3 separate regions of the Sus scrofa genome follow, and regions 1 and 2 are each linked to region 3. A link is a contact called in public Hi-C and HiChIP or PLAC-seq data. All regions are on one chromosome and are shown on one strand. Each heading gives the region's core, a stretch centred on a gene start, on an enhancer-like site or on the middle of the called end of the contact. The rest is flanking DNA. Distances are from core to core; before and after follow the strand shown.

Region 1 (4,394 bases), core at 1,641-4,140, 170 kb before region 3:
CTCCTGAGAGCCGTCATTCCTTTCCAGGTCCTCACCTGGGCTCCCCCCAGGAACCAGCAGGCGGGAAATGGGAGAGTCAGGAAGGGTGGGGGAAAGGAGGCAGGGAAGAACAGGGAAGCCAGCAGGCATGAGGAGAGGAAGAGAAAAGAGAGAAAACAAACACAAACAGACAGATGGAGAGACCAGAGTTAGTGGCAGCCACAGATCCCCCCGCCCCCCCCCCAACAAAGCCAGAAACTCCAAAGCTGAGGGCCCAGGGGCAGAGCGTCCCAGCTGCAGCCTGAACCAGGGGACAACAGAATGGAGCAGCTCTGAAACTCTGAGTGCAGGAGGGAGCCGAGGGGGTGCTGAGCCGGGGCCCCGGGGTGGGGGGTGCTGGGCAGGCAAATGTGCAGCCCCAGGGGAGGGAGATGGTCTGCCCAGAGTGGGGGAGGGAGTCGGGGTCCCGCCAAGTGAGGGGTCACTCACAGAAGCAGAGGAACAGCGTGTCCACACACATGCCGTAGACGCTGAAGAAGCCATGGGCAATCAGGTAGGAGCCAACGATTACCGTCTGGGCAAAGACAGATGAGCCATTTCCACTCCAGCTCTTACCTAGGGCAACCCACACCCACCACCACATCTCTCCCAGGCTGGGGTCATGCCATTTCCCTGCTGATGAGTCTCTGCTCTGAGGCCTCTGTACAATTCAACGCACATCCAGGGCAAGACAGGTTACTACCCACATCCCTACTAGACTGTCTGACTCACTCACTTATCACTATATTCCCAGCAATCTGGAGACTCGCAGGGCCGTGGGAGATACCTGATAAACACTGAGCAACTGAAGCGAGTGGACTTTAGAGATTAAATTAACTTGCCCAAAGTCACTCATCTTCAAACTAGCAAGGAGAGGAGGAAGATAAAGATCTAGGACACTGGGCCCCAAGGCCTGCCCTGATACTGCACGGCTCTTAGGGTGATGACATAACTCTGCCAAGGCCCTTATCGCCACCCCTCTCCACGTCACTCCCTCACACCAGCCAGAGTGATTGGCTCATTGTTCCTGGAATAGTCCTGCCTCAGCGCCTCCGTTCTTGTTCCCTCTGCCTGGATGTTGCCTGCATCTCCTTTAGACCTCAGATGTGACCCACCTCCACAGTGAAGCCCTCTGAACTCCCACACCTGCCCAAATCCTCCACCAGAAACAGTTGGTTCCCTGTAATTCTGCTCTGTGACACATATAAGTTTGCAATCATGCATCCACCCGCATCATTTTTTTTTTTTTTTTTAAAAACAAAGTGATACTGGAGTTCCTGCTGGGGTGCAACGGATCAGCAGCATCTCTGCAGCGCCAGGACACAGGTTTGATCCCCAGTCTGGCACAGTGGGTTAAAGGATCCAGTGTTGCTGCAGTTGTGGTGTAAGTTGCAACTGCGGCTTGGATCTGATCCCTGGCCCAGAAACTCCATAGGCCATGGGGTGGCCAAAAATTAAAAAACAAACAAAAAACCCCCAAAGTGATACTTTTTTTTTTTTTTTGGTTGTGTCTACAGCATGCAGAAGTTCCTAGGCCAGGGATTGAACCTGAGCCACACAGCCATACCAGCGACCTGAACCACAGCAGCGACAATGCCAGGTCCTTAACCTGCTGAGCCACCAGGGAACTCCTCACCCACATCATTATTGATTAACATCCTTTACTACTAAACTGTGAGGCCTTTAAAGGGAAGCCCTCCCACTTCATGCCTAGAACACAGTTGGTACTAAATAAGTGTTTGTGGCCTGAGTTAATCATCAATTCCCCACCTCCGACTCCCATGCACATCTGTCCAAAGGAGCCCAGGCAAGTCCCAACATCTTCTCCCCAACCTGTCTGTCACCAAAGGTTCGTACCAGTATAGGCACCCAGTAATAATTGAGGGGTGGTGCTGTGTCCTGCACGATCCTGATTCGGTGGGTGAAGAAGAAGAAAGCTAGGATCCCTGGAAAGAGGAAGGAAATCAAGATGGAGAAGGTTCTGGATAAAGAAGGGAGCACCCCCAAAAATACCCTAAGGAAGAGAACATATCACAGGAGATATGGGGGCCCAACAGCGGTTCTCAAGTGGCCCCCAACAGGCTCCCCACAACTGGGCAGGCTGGATGAGTAGCACTCACCCACGCTACCCACAATCAGAAGTTTGCCCAACAGGAAGAGGAAGTCGGTAACTTTGTCCAGGACAGCCACTCTGCAGGGGACAGTAAAGAGGCAGGCGTGAATGCTGGCTCAGGGCCACAGGGGAGGAGAGAGGAGGCCAGAAGAATGGTGTTTTCCCTGACCTGATGATGTTTCTCATGAGCAGGAAGAAGGCGTTTCTGGCCGAGGTGCAGAAGTTGGTGCCGTAGATGGCAATCTGGAGGGAAGTGGGAGGGATGGATCAGGCCCTTCGGGTGGGGCATGAGGGCTTCTCCACCCCACAGGATCTCGTGGGTTAGTTCCTGATCCCAAGCCTACTCACCATGATGTAGGCATTCCTGTTGAGGAATTTGATGAATTTCTCCAGGCACCAGAAGCAACATTTGAGACAGGTCATGAGGAATTTTGCAAACTTGTTCTCCGCAGCTGGTAGTGGAAGGGATGCAGAGGTGAGCGGAGACCCCACTTGCCCTGGTAGAACCCCACCCCCATCCCCCCAGTTACTCTCACTTGCCACAGTCTAGGACCCTTAGAGCCCACCTTCTCAAAGAGTTGGAGAGAGGAAATTTGGTCCAGGACCCCCGGGGTCCTGTCCCACACACTAGTAGGAACCGACCTGGGCCAGGATCCTCAGCCCCGCCCCCAAAGAGGCGCATTCAGCGCAACCCCAAGACAGGAATCCATGAGGAACTGCAATGCTACTCTTGCCCCGCCTCCCAGGCAGAAGCCAATCCTTGAGGCCTCCTTAGCCCCACCCCAAAGTACAACTAATCCCAGCCCAACCCTCTCTTGAGTAACCAATGGTGGCCCTGGCCTCTTGTTCCTGCCCTCTCAACAGTAAAAAACTCGGCCCAATGGGCTCTCCCAGTCACTCCTCCATCGCAGGAACCAATCACTCAAGCCTGGGAGGGGGGCCTCCTGTCGTCCCCCCCATATACCCCGCCCATGCAGAAACCAATCACTGTCCCTGTCACCTCAGCCCTACCCCCACACAAGAACCAATCCCAATCTGCCCCTTTGTCACCACCCTCCCTTCCCCAGTAGGAGCCATGCCAACCACCCCTGGACCATACCTTTCAGACGCTGATCCAAGTACTCAAGCATCACTCGGATGATCTGCACGATGGCCAGAAGAAGCGAGCCAAAGGCCAGCGAGCCTGTGTGATACCTTTGGGCCAAGGGGCTGGTCAGTGGCCAGGGTAGGCCTCTTCCACTCCATCTTACCCCTACCCCCTGCCCACCTGGGGCCCCACCTGAGCGCCCGTCCGAAGGCAGAGAAGAGCGGGAAGGCTGGCAGGTCATCTGGCTTCTTCAGAGCCCAGTAGTAGGAAGCGAAGGCCCCAGCTAGTGTGACCTGGCCCAGTGCCAGCACAAAGTTGGCCAGCCAGAAGAACATGAAGGCATTGAAGATCTGCAGGCCCAGCAGGGCCCGGTGGTAAGTAGACTCACCACCGTAGAAGGCGAACTGACAGTGGGCACCAGGGCACAGGTGGAATTCACTGGAGGAGGAGAAGTTCTGTGGGAGGGACACAGAGCCTAGTCACATCATAGGGGCTAGGGGTTCAGGTTGGGCTTTGGGCATCAGGTCTGGGTCAGGCAGACAACAGGGTTGGGCAGGTATCATGGGAATCAGAGTTAATCAAGGGGTTGGGGAGTTCCCATTGCGGCGCAGTGGAAACAAATTCGACTAAGAACCATGAGGTTGTGGGTTCAATCCCTGGCCTCGCTCAGTAGGTTAAGGATCCAGTGTTGCGGTGGGTTGTGGTATAGGTTGCAGACTTGGTTCGGATCTGATGTTGTGGTTGTGGCGTAGGCTGGCTGATTAGACCCCTAGCCTGGAAACCTCCATATGCCGTGGATGTAGCCTTAAAAAAGACAAAAAAAAAAAAAAGTTAATCAAGGGATTGGGGGTTTAGAATAGGGGCTTGCAAAAGGGGTTCCGGAAGCAAGGTTAGGGATCACTGACTCAATGGGCATCAGTGAAGTGAGACAGGTATTTGGGGAATCAATACAACAGCCAGGGGGACAGATCGCAAGTGGCAGAGATCAGTATAAGTACAACAGAGGGTAGGTTAGGGGCTTGTGAAAGGCAAGGTAGGGGTTCTAGAAGCAAGAGCTGGCTAACGCTGGGTTAAGAGAAAGGTGCTGGGAGTGGGGGACCCAGGAAATGAAGTCAAGGGAGAGAAAGGTGAGTGGTTCAACACTTGGGATGGGGGTGAGGGGAGCGGCTGCCGGGC
Region 2 (4,932 bases), core at 1,090-3,589, 150 kb before region 3:
ATGAAGAAACTGAGGCTCAGACATATGAAAGGTATAGATATGAAAAGTTCAGGGATACTAAAGGTCTATGCTGGTACAGAGCTAGGAAGAATGGAGCTGGAACTGGAACAGAGGCAATGCTGGGTTTCAGAACCTGGCTGCGAGTCAGAACTCTGGTTAGTTTTGTTGTAGATGTATGCCTTTATTTAGCACCTTGGTCTACCTCTGGCCTCGTCTCCTGGCTTCTGCCATTGCAACCCATAGAGTCCAGGGGGTGCCTGTGAGCCCCTCAGTCAGGCCAGATCCCTCCTCTGCTCAGAACTCAATGGCTCCATCTCAGAACAAAAGCCCAAGTCCTCCTGTGATCTGCAAGGCCCTATACACTCTGTTCTCATCTCCTCCCATTCTACACCCCCACCCCCCATCTCTTCATTCTAGGCACATGGGCCTCCTCTACAAACATACCAGCTATGCTCCTGCCCCAGGGCCTTTGCACAGACCTTGCCCACTGCCTGAAACGTTCTGGACGGCGCCTTCTCTCTCTTCTGGTCACCTCAGGATGGCCTTCTCGGATCCCCCCATTTGATTTTTTTAAATTTATTATTGAGGTATAGTTGATTTACAATGTTGTGTTAATTTCTGCTACACAACAAGGTGATTCAGATACATATACACCTGAATATTATACACTATATAATATATAATATATTACACACATGCATGTGTGTGTGTGTGTGTGTGTATATATAAATTAAATATAAATTATATATAAATTTATATATAATATAAATTTTTTTTTTTTTTGGCCACCCTGCGGCATATGGAGTTCCCCGAACCAGGGATCAGCTCCAAGCCGTAGCTGCAACCTAAACCACAGCTGTGGCAATGCCAGATCCTTTAACCCACTGTGCCATGTCAGGAATCGAACCTGAGTCCTGGTGCTGCAGAGATGCCACTGATCCCTTAGTGCCACAGTGGAACTTCTATACACTCTTTTTAAAAAAACATTCTTGGAGCTCCCATCATGGTGCAGAGGAAATGAATCTGACTAGGAACCATGAGGTTGTGGGTTCGATCCTTGGCCTCGCTCACTGGGTTAAGGATCCGGTGTTGCCGTGAGCTGTGGTGTAGGTCACAGATGCGGCTCAGATCTGGCATTGCTGTGGCTCTGGCACAGGCTGGCAGCTAAAGCTCTGATTAGACCTCTAGCCTGGGAACATCCATATGACTTGGGAGCAGACCTAAAAAGATTTAAAAGAAAAGACAACAAACAAATAAACATTCTTTTTCATTACGGTTTATCATGGAACATTGGGTAGTGTAATTCTCTGTGCTGTACAGTAGGATTTTGTTGCTCCATTTGATTTTTTTTTTTTTTTTTTTTTTTTTTTTTGGTATTTTTAGGGCTGTACCCACAGGCATATGGAGGTTCCCAGGCTAGGGATCTAATTGGAGCTGCAGCTGCAGGCGTACGCCAGAGTCACAGCAACTCGGGATCCGAGCCGTGTCTGCAACCTACACCACAGCTCACGGCAACAGCGGATCCTTAACCCACTGAGCAAGGCCAGGGATTGAACCTGCAACCTCATGGTTCCTAGTCGGATTCGTTAACCACTGTGTCACAACGGGAACTCCCCTCATTTGACGTTTTAAACCCTGCCTCCAGGCCCTATAGATCACACTTCTTCCTGCTACACTTTTCTCCAGAGCCCTTCTCTGATATTCTAAGAATTTTCCCCATTCATCTAGTATTTTGTCTGGGTCCCTTTCTAGAATGTCACCTCAACAGGTGCATTGCCTGCTGTGTCTCCAGGGTCTAGGACAGAACCTGGCAACCCAACCCGGTACCCTCACGGTAAATGTTTGTTGAAGGAAGTTATAGCTATGAATGAACTTGTTTATGTTAAGCAACCTGCATGCTTATCAAGATTTAAAAAACAAAATGAGGAGTTCCCGTCGTGGCGCAGTGGTTAACGAATCTGACTAGGAACCATGAGGTTGCGGGTTCAGTCCCTGCCCTTGCTCAGTGGGTTGACGATCCGGCATTGCCGTGAGCTGTGGTGTAGGTCGCAGACTCGGCTCGGATCCCACGTTGCTGTGGCTCTGGTGTAGGCCCGTGGCTACAACTCTGATTCGACCCCTAGCCTGGGAACCTCCATAAGCCGTGGGAGCGGCCCAAGAAATGGCAAAAAGACAAAAAAAAGAAAAAAAAAAAAAGAAACAAATAAAAAAAGCAAAACTTCAGGCAGAACAAGTCTTCAGACTAAGAAAAATCACTCTCCCTCTCACCCTTGGCCCAGAGCCCTCACTTCCTTTCCCTGGGGGCAATTCCTCTCCCTGGTTTCCCTTTCCTCCTTCTGGACACTATTACACCACACACACAGAAGCAGATTTGTAGCTATTTTTCTGTATTCCCCTTTTGCTACACACTGGTCCCACTTCATTTCACAGATGAACCTAACTGGACATAGTTTCCCATCAGCAAGGTGAGATCTACTTCACCTTATAAGGCAACATAGTAACCCACCCTAGAAATAGTACCCTTTCTCATTAAACCAGCCTGAGGAGCTTTCAAAAGATACAGATGCAGAGTTCCCATTGTGGCTCAGCAGTAACTGAACCCCACTGGTATCCATGACGATGTGGGTTCGATCCCTCACCTCGCTCAGTGGGTTAAGTAGCTGATGTTGCCATAAGCTGCAGTGTAGGTCGCAGACACGGCTCAGATCAGGCGTTGCTGTGGCTGTGGTGCAGGTTGGCAGCTGTAGCTCCGATTCGACCCCTAGCCTGGGAATTTCCATATGCTGTGGGTACAGCACTAAAATAACCGAAAACCAAAAAAAAAAAAAAAAAGATACAGATGCCACATACACAGAGAGACAGAAATTCATAGTCTAAGCTCTGGAAAGAGACTTCTTGTCTGGGTTATGTCTGTGGTTAGGGCAGCTGGCTGAGGGTATGTGAAGGTTCTTTCACTTAGAAAGCTAAAATTTTCTATGGTTGAGGGCTTATTTTTAATTTTCAGCCCCCGACCCAACAGAGAGAATGTATTAATTTTGTTATATAAGAGTTGAAAATCCTGTTTAAAAATAATCCTCCCTTTGGGGATTGACTGGGAAAGGGCAGGAGAGAACTTTCCATGGTGACAAGAAAGTTCTTAACAGAGATCTGCAAATTTTTTCTAAGGACCAGATACTAAAGATTTTCAGCTGTGTGGTTCACATCTCACCTCTGTCACTCATTCTTCTTCTATTTTTTTCTTTTTTTTTTTTTTAGGGCCGCACTTGTGCCATATGAAAGTTCCCAGGCTAGGAGTTGAATTGGAGCTGCAGTTGCCTGCTATGCCACAGCCATAGCAACGCCAGATCTGAGCCACATCTGCAACCTACACCTCAGCTTGCAGCAACTCTGGATCCTTAACCCACTGATCAAGGCCAGGTGTCGAACCCGCATCCTCATGGAGACTAGGTGAGGCACAACAGGAACTCCAGTCACATATTCTTCTTTTAAGAACCATTTAAAAATATAAGAGCTATTCTTAGTCCATTGGCTTTACAAAAACAGGCCACATGGCAATGATGTAAAAATACTTAAAACTACTGAGCTGTATCTTTAAAAACAGTTTTTTTTGGTTTTGTCTTTTTAGGGCCACACCGGCGGCATATGGAGGTTTCCCAGGCTAGGGGTCTAACCGGAGCTGCAGCTGCCGGCCTACACCAGAGCCACAACAACACCAGATCCTTAACCCAATGAGCAAGGCCAGGGATCGAACCCGCAACGTCATGGTTCCTAGTTGGATTCATTTCCACTGAGCCACTATGGGAACTCCTAAAAATAGTTAAGTTTGCAAATTTTATGTTATGGTTTTAACCACAAAATAATAATAATAATAGTAATAGTAATAATAATAATAATGATAATGATAGGCTTAAGGGGCTTCTGGGAACTGGTAGTTTTTTTTGCCCGATCTGTGTGCTGGTTACATGGGTGTTTACCCTGTGAAGACTCCTGGAGCTTCCTTCATTAAGGATCTGCACCCTTTTACATATGAATTTTTCTACTTCAATAAAGAGTTTAAAGAATTTCCCCTGTGGTGCAGCAGGTTAAGGATACACCATTGTCACCGCTGTGGCTTGGGTTCAGTCCCTGCCCCAGGAACTTCCACATGCCACAGGCACAGCACCCCCCCAAAAAAGAAGTTTAAAATGTTCCCCCTGGAGTTCCCATTGTGGCTCAGTGTGTTAAGAACCCAACAGTGTCCATGAGGATTCAGGTTTGATCCTTGGCCTCACTCAGTGGGTTAAAGTTCCAGTGTTGCTGCAAGCTGTAGTGTAGGTCACAGATGCAGCTCAGATCTGGCATTACTGTGGCTGTGGTGCAGGCCTCAACTGAAGTTCCGATTTGACCCCTAGCCTGGAACTTCCATATGCTGTAGGTGGGGACATAAAAAGAAAAAAAAATTGCATAAAAAAATATCCCCCTTGGAGTTCCCGTCATGACACAGAGGAAATGAATCCAACTAGGAACCATGAGGTTGTGGGTTCGATCCCTGGCCTTGCTCAGTGAGTTAAGGATCCAGCATTTCCATGAGCTGAGTGTAGGTCCCAGACGTGGCTCTGATCTGGCATTGCTGCAGCTGTGGGGTAGGCCAGCAGCTGCAGCTCCAATTCGACTCCTAGCCCGGGAAACTACATACGCCATAGGTGTGGCCCTAAAAAAGCAAAAAAAAAAAAAAAAAAAAAAAGGAAAGAAAAAAAGCAACATGATGTGAAACAAGCACATTTTCATTAATATTTCTTGAGCACTTATTTTGTGCTATGTGCCAGGCACTGTGGATACATCTTCAAACCAAACCGACATGCTCTCCTGCCTCTCAAAGCTATCACTCTAGGGATTGTCTGAAAATTTTGTAAAAGGGGGAAAAAAAGGCACTAAATGAAGAATATGTATGTC
Region 3 (4,260 bases), core at 1,645-4,144:
TCCCCCTGGCGGACGAGAGCTCGGCTTAACCCCTTCGGGTGCACGTCTGCAGAACCAAACCCCGCCCCTGTGCGCCCCCCTCAATGGCCCCCTCGCCCGCCCCGCGGCAGGCCGTGCAGTCTGCCATCGCCCTCCCTCTGCACTGCTCTTATTTAAAAAAAAAAAAATAAGTCTCCAACCCCCACAGCCGCTTTTCTCCCCGCCAGAGGGGGCTCCGGGCGTGGGTGTACTCAGAGCCAGAACCGCCCTCCCATTAGCAGCCGCAGGATGCACCAGAGGCCAGAACTGTGTCCCCCACTTCTCTCAGGGACCCTTCCCATGAGTGTACGCTCAAAAAAGCTTCCAGGGGATGCCAAGTCCTTCCCAGATTATCGAGGGTCTTGGACTGGATCAAATTCTTGGTGGGTGGGGAGCCCTTGTGTTGGCCAAAGCTCTGGATGGGTAACAAGTGATGGTGGGAGGAGGGGGAAGGTCACAGCAAGGTTTGCAGAACAAAGAAGGACCAAGGCAGTGGGCCAGAGTTGGTAGCTGAAGCTGTGGCCTGAACCAGGCAGAGGCCAGAGGGATATTTGGGGGGCTGGGGGGTGGTTAGTAAGGGGGAATGACAGTCACTTCCTCTCCCATCTGGAAATGAACCATGTACCATGAAAAAGCAGACACCCAGGAGCCCTCCAACTGAGTAGATAAAGGGGTGGCTTGGAAGATCGAGGCTGCAGAGAACAGTGGCCTGGGGAGGCAGTGGGGGCAGGGGCCCAGCCAGCAGCCAGGACCAGCTCAGCTGTCTGGCTTTCAGATTCATCCTTGGCCCAAGATTGGGGTTGAAGTGCCCTCCAAGGACCCCAGCTGAGAAAGTGCAGTGTGAAGCTGGGCTCAGGAGAAAGAAAAATGCCCCATCCAGACCTCCTCCAGGGTTTCACCATCCCCTTTTAAGGCCTGGAAGAAACTGCATCCTCTCAGAAAGGGAAACAGAGGTGCACAGCGGACTCGTGGGAGGCTTACTCCCTAGCCTATTCCAGCTTTCCAATCATGAGACCACCGTGGGGACTGGAGGGTTGAAAATCCTTTCAGAAATCCTGCCCCTTGCTAACTCAAGCAGCAGCAAAATGGCAGAAGGGGTTTCTAGACGCTGCAAGAGGTGCCTCTTGGAGGAAGGACATTATAACCTGACCCACCAGGGTCCAAGAGAAGTTTCAGCTAGTTTTGCAAAACAAAGGGAGCCAGGAGCTGGTAGCCCAGGAAAGGGCTGGTGGCTGGTGGCTGGACTTAACCCAGCTGGCCCTGTTCCTCCACCCTGTCTCCCAGCCTGGTCCTCTTCCCGCCTACCTGTCAGCTTTGGTGATGGAAATCCTCGGAGGGATCAGCAGTGGCAGCGTGGTGGGCCGTGGTGGCAGAGGGACCCCAGTGTCCAAGGGCTCAGGCTCAGTCCAGCCCAGGCCTGGGCCTGTGGAGAGGCGTCGGCGAGGGCGTCGGAGGTCAGCCCCCAGCATGTTGGCTTGGCTGGGTTCAGGGGTCTCTCTTGGCCTCTGAGGTGGGACAAGGGAGGGAAAGGGGTGCAGCCTGACCAGGCAGCTCTGAGCCCCTCTCCACAGTACCGTCCCTCTCTGGCCATCAGAGAGAGTGGCTGATGGGGATACAGGCTCCTTTGTCCCTCTCACTCTTAGCCACTCGCTAATCCCTCCCACAGAGGGTGCCTTCTCGGCTCTTACATCTGAAGGATGCCTATTCTCAGCCATACATTTGGTGGGGCTCCCTTTTGATGTCCCAGTCCTGGGGATCTGGGCCCTCATGCCTTTACTCCGTCCCTCACTGCATAACCCCTCTAACATGTCACCACCCTCCAAGTCTATGCAGCCTCTTCTTGGCTTCAATGTCTGTGACCCCCCCCCTTCCCTTACATCTGAGACCCTTAAGACCTCACACTCAGCACAGCCCCCCTCCACCCTACAATCCTCTTCCTATTTGGAAAGTCCCTTGGAAGACCCTGCCTTCTACTCCTCGGCTGAGAGCCTCTTAATCTGGGCAGCAGAAGAATAATGAAGTCAAGGGAGTAAACTGAGGCATCGGGGAAGCCTGAGGAAGCGCAACCAGGCCTAGTGGGCAGCCGTGTTCAGTAGGTGCCGCCCCACGGACCACCACCGCAGCCCAAAGCCCGCCCCTATCCCGGGCCCCGCCCCTCGCACCTCGTCCTGGGTCCAGGCCACTGACAGGACACTGCAACTCCTCTTCATCCCTCCAAACTAGCGCGCCTTAGGGGCTTCAGAGGCCATGTTGGCCGGGACCAGCGCCTCCTGCAGGACCAGGCCGAAGGCATCCGCCATTAACGCCCTGGAGCTCCCCCTGCCGGCTGAGCATGAAATCCGCCCCCGCTCCTTGCCAATTGCCTCTCCCGGGGCGTTACGTCAGCAGGTGGCTGACGCACTGCCTGTCGGTGACGTCGCACGCCTGTTGCCAGAACGATAGCTGACGCACGGCTGGGCTGTGGACAGCGTCAATGCCGGGATTGGCCACTGGGGGGCCGGGAGCCTCGGGCCCGGGTCGCCCCAGCCCCCAGCTGTCCTCCCGCGGGGGCTTCCCCAGCCTGGGGATCCCTCAAAGAAGACGCGGAGCTCCCGGAGCCGACCGCGTGTGGCGCGTGGTCCGAGCCGGGGGCCGGAGGAAGCCTCTCCTCCGAGCTGTTGGGCTTTTATGCCAAAACCCGAAATAGCTCCGAGGTGCGGGGGCCGGGCGCAGCGAGACGGCGGCTTGGGCACAGATGGGGGACGCACAAGCAGAGGCGCGCGGAGACAGACAGGGACGCGTGGAAATAGAAACAGACAGACAGGGACACAGACGCAACTCCCGATGATGAGTGCGCTCTGCGGCCGGCGATCCCTGGCTAAAAGCTTGGGGGAGGGGAAGGATGGCTCACTGCGCCTTCACACCCAGGCGCTGCAAGTCATTGCTGTGTGACCATAGGCCAATGACTTAAACTTTCTGAGCCTCGGTTTCACCTCTGTGAAATGGAATGGTAATCCTTACAGGTTCTTTATGAGAATAAAATGATATTATACCATATTGAATGCTCGCAGAACAGCGTCCTGAACTCAGTAAGTGCTTAATAGATGCTATTGACATTTGAGCCTGTGGGAGCCTGTTAGAACCCAAGTCGGATCCTTTCCCTCTTCTGCTCAGAGCTCTCCATGGCTTTCACCTTACTCAGAGAAGTCAAAGTCCTCAAGAAGAGGCCCACACGGTTCACCCTGATGTATTCAGTCACCTACCTATTCTCATCTCCTCCCACTCTCGTGGCTCACTCTGCTCTGTCTACACGGGTCTCTTGGTTGTTTCTGGACACACCAGGCACAATCTAGTCTCAGGGGCTTTGCACTTGCTGTTCTTTCTGCCTAGAACTCTGTTCTCTTAAATAGCCACAAGTCCTTTACATCCTCCCGGCCTTTGTGCACATCTCACCTTCCCAGGCATCTCTGGTGGCAATTCTCTTCACCCCAATTCTGTTTAAAATTGCTAGCCCCTCAGGATTCCTTGAACCCCTTTATCCTGCTCTATTTTTCTACAGCATTCATCATTTCATAACATACTATGAAATTTACCTATTGCATGTATTGTCTGTCTTGTCCCATAGTAGAATATCAACTGCAGGAGAACACAAATATTTTATCTTTTTGGTTTTTTTTTTTTGCTTTTTTTTTTTTTTTTTTTAGGGCTGGACCTGTGGGCATATGGAAGTTCCCAGGCTAGGAGTTGAATTGGAGCTGGAACTGCTGGCCTATTACCACAGCCACGTTAACACCACATCCAAGCCTCATCTGCAACCTACACTACAGCTCACAACAACACTGGATCCTTAACCCACTGAGTGAGGCCAGGGATCAAACCCACGTCCTCATGGATACTAGTCGGGTTCCTTACAGCTGAGCCACAATGGGAACTCCCTATCTATTTTATTAATTACTGTATTTCTAGTGCCTAAAACTGAATCTTGAACGTAGTAGGTTCTTATTAAGTGTTTGTCCAATGTCTGTGTCTGGTTATTATTTTGAAGACTCAAGAGCGTACTCATAAAGTTCATAGCAGGTCTACTATGGACTAGCTACTTCACCCCCTACTTTCCCTCTTACTTCTTTTTTTTTACCATATAACACTAGTTAGCACGTCAGTTCAATGTGAACTAGTAGAAGTGAATGTAAACATCATCTCAGCTACCTAGTGCTTAACATCAAGCAAACCTGTGACAGACAATTGTTGAAAAATAGATGAATG

The links. Hi-C and Micro-C count contacts between places; a contact is called where the count stands out from the background. HiChIP or PLAC-seq counts read pairs in DNA pulled down with a chosen protein or histone mark.
Region 1: a contact with region 3 is called in a Hi-C map of retroperitoneal adipose tissue, with 1.8 times the contacts expected there. The contact joins two enhancer-like sites. A contact is called at or near these places in 1 of 5 promoter capture datasets (fetal liver), 13 of 47 Hi-C or Micro-C datasets (blood, embryonic fibroblasts, fetal skeletal muscle and 8 more) and 1 of 2 datasets of contacts at active chromatin or transcription factors (alveolar macrophages).
Region 2: a contact with region 3 is called in an H3K27ac HiChIP or PLAC-seq map of alveolar macrophages. The contact joins two enhancer-like sites. A contact is called at or near these places in 1 of 47 Hi-C or Micro-C datasets (embryonic fibroblasts) and 1 of 2 datasets of contacts at active chromatin or transcription factors (alveolar macrophages).

What each region holds. Positions count from the first base shown.
Region 1 is chr2:69,392,962-69,397,355 of Sscrofa11.1, reverse strand. It overlaps SLC44A2 (choline transporter-like protein 2), which reads right to left. Exons shown (of 22, transcript XM_021083792.1): 15 at 3,411-3,673; 16 at 3,231-3,325; 17 at 2,480-2,583; 18 at 2,301-2,374; 19 at 2,139-2,209; 20 at 1,876-1,964; 21 at 469-553. Among named protein-coding and RNA genes, the nearest start is that of ILF3, 19 kb to the left of the region's middle. Within about 2 kb of position 2,890, at least 14 of the 83 cell types and tissues checked have an H3K27ac peak or open chromatin away from gene starts, as enhancers often do. A contact at or near this core is called in alveolar macrophages, omental adipose tissue and retroperitoneal adipose tissue, where this site is marked.
Region 2 is chr2:69,368,543-69,373,474 of Sscrofa11.1, reverse strand. The region is part of intron 1 of SLC44A2 (choline transporter-like protein 2); the gene reads right to left. Among named protein-coding and RNA genes, the nearest start is that of SLC44A2, 6.1 kb to the right of the region's middle. Within about 2 kb of position 2,339, at least 3 of the 83 cell types and tissues checked have an H3K27ac peak or open chromatin away from gene starts, as enhancers often do. A contact at or near this core is called in alveolar macrophages, where this site is marked.
Region 3 is chr2:69,219,890-69,224,149 of Sscrofa11.1, reverse strand. LOC110259341 (a long non-coding RNA gene) reads right to left here. Exons shown (of 3, transcript XR_002341637.1): 2 at 2,181-2,288; 3 at 1-1,523. Among named protein-coding and RNA genes, the nearest start is that of CDC37, 9.1 kb to the right of the region's middle. Within about 2 kb of position 2,894, at least 30 of the 83 cell types and tissues checked have an H3K27ac peak or open chromatin away from gene starts, as enhancers often do. A contact at or near this core is called in alveolar macrophages, omental adipose tissue and retroperitoneal adipose tissue, where this site is marked.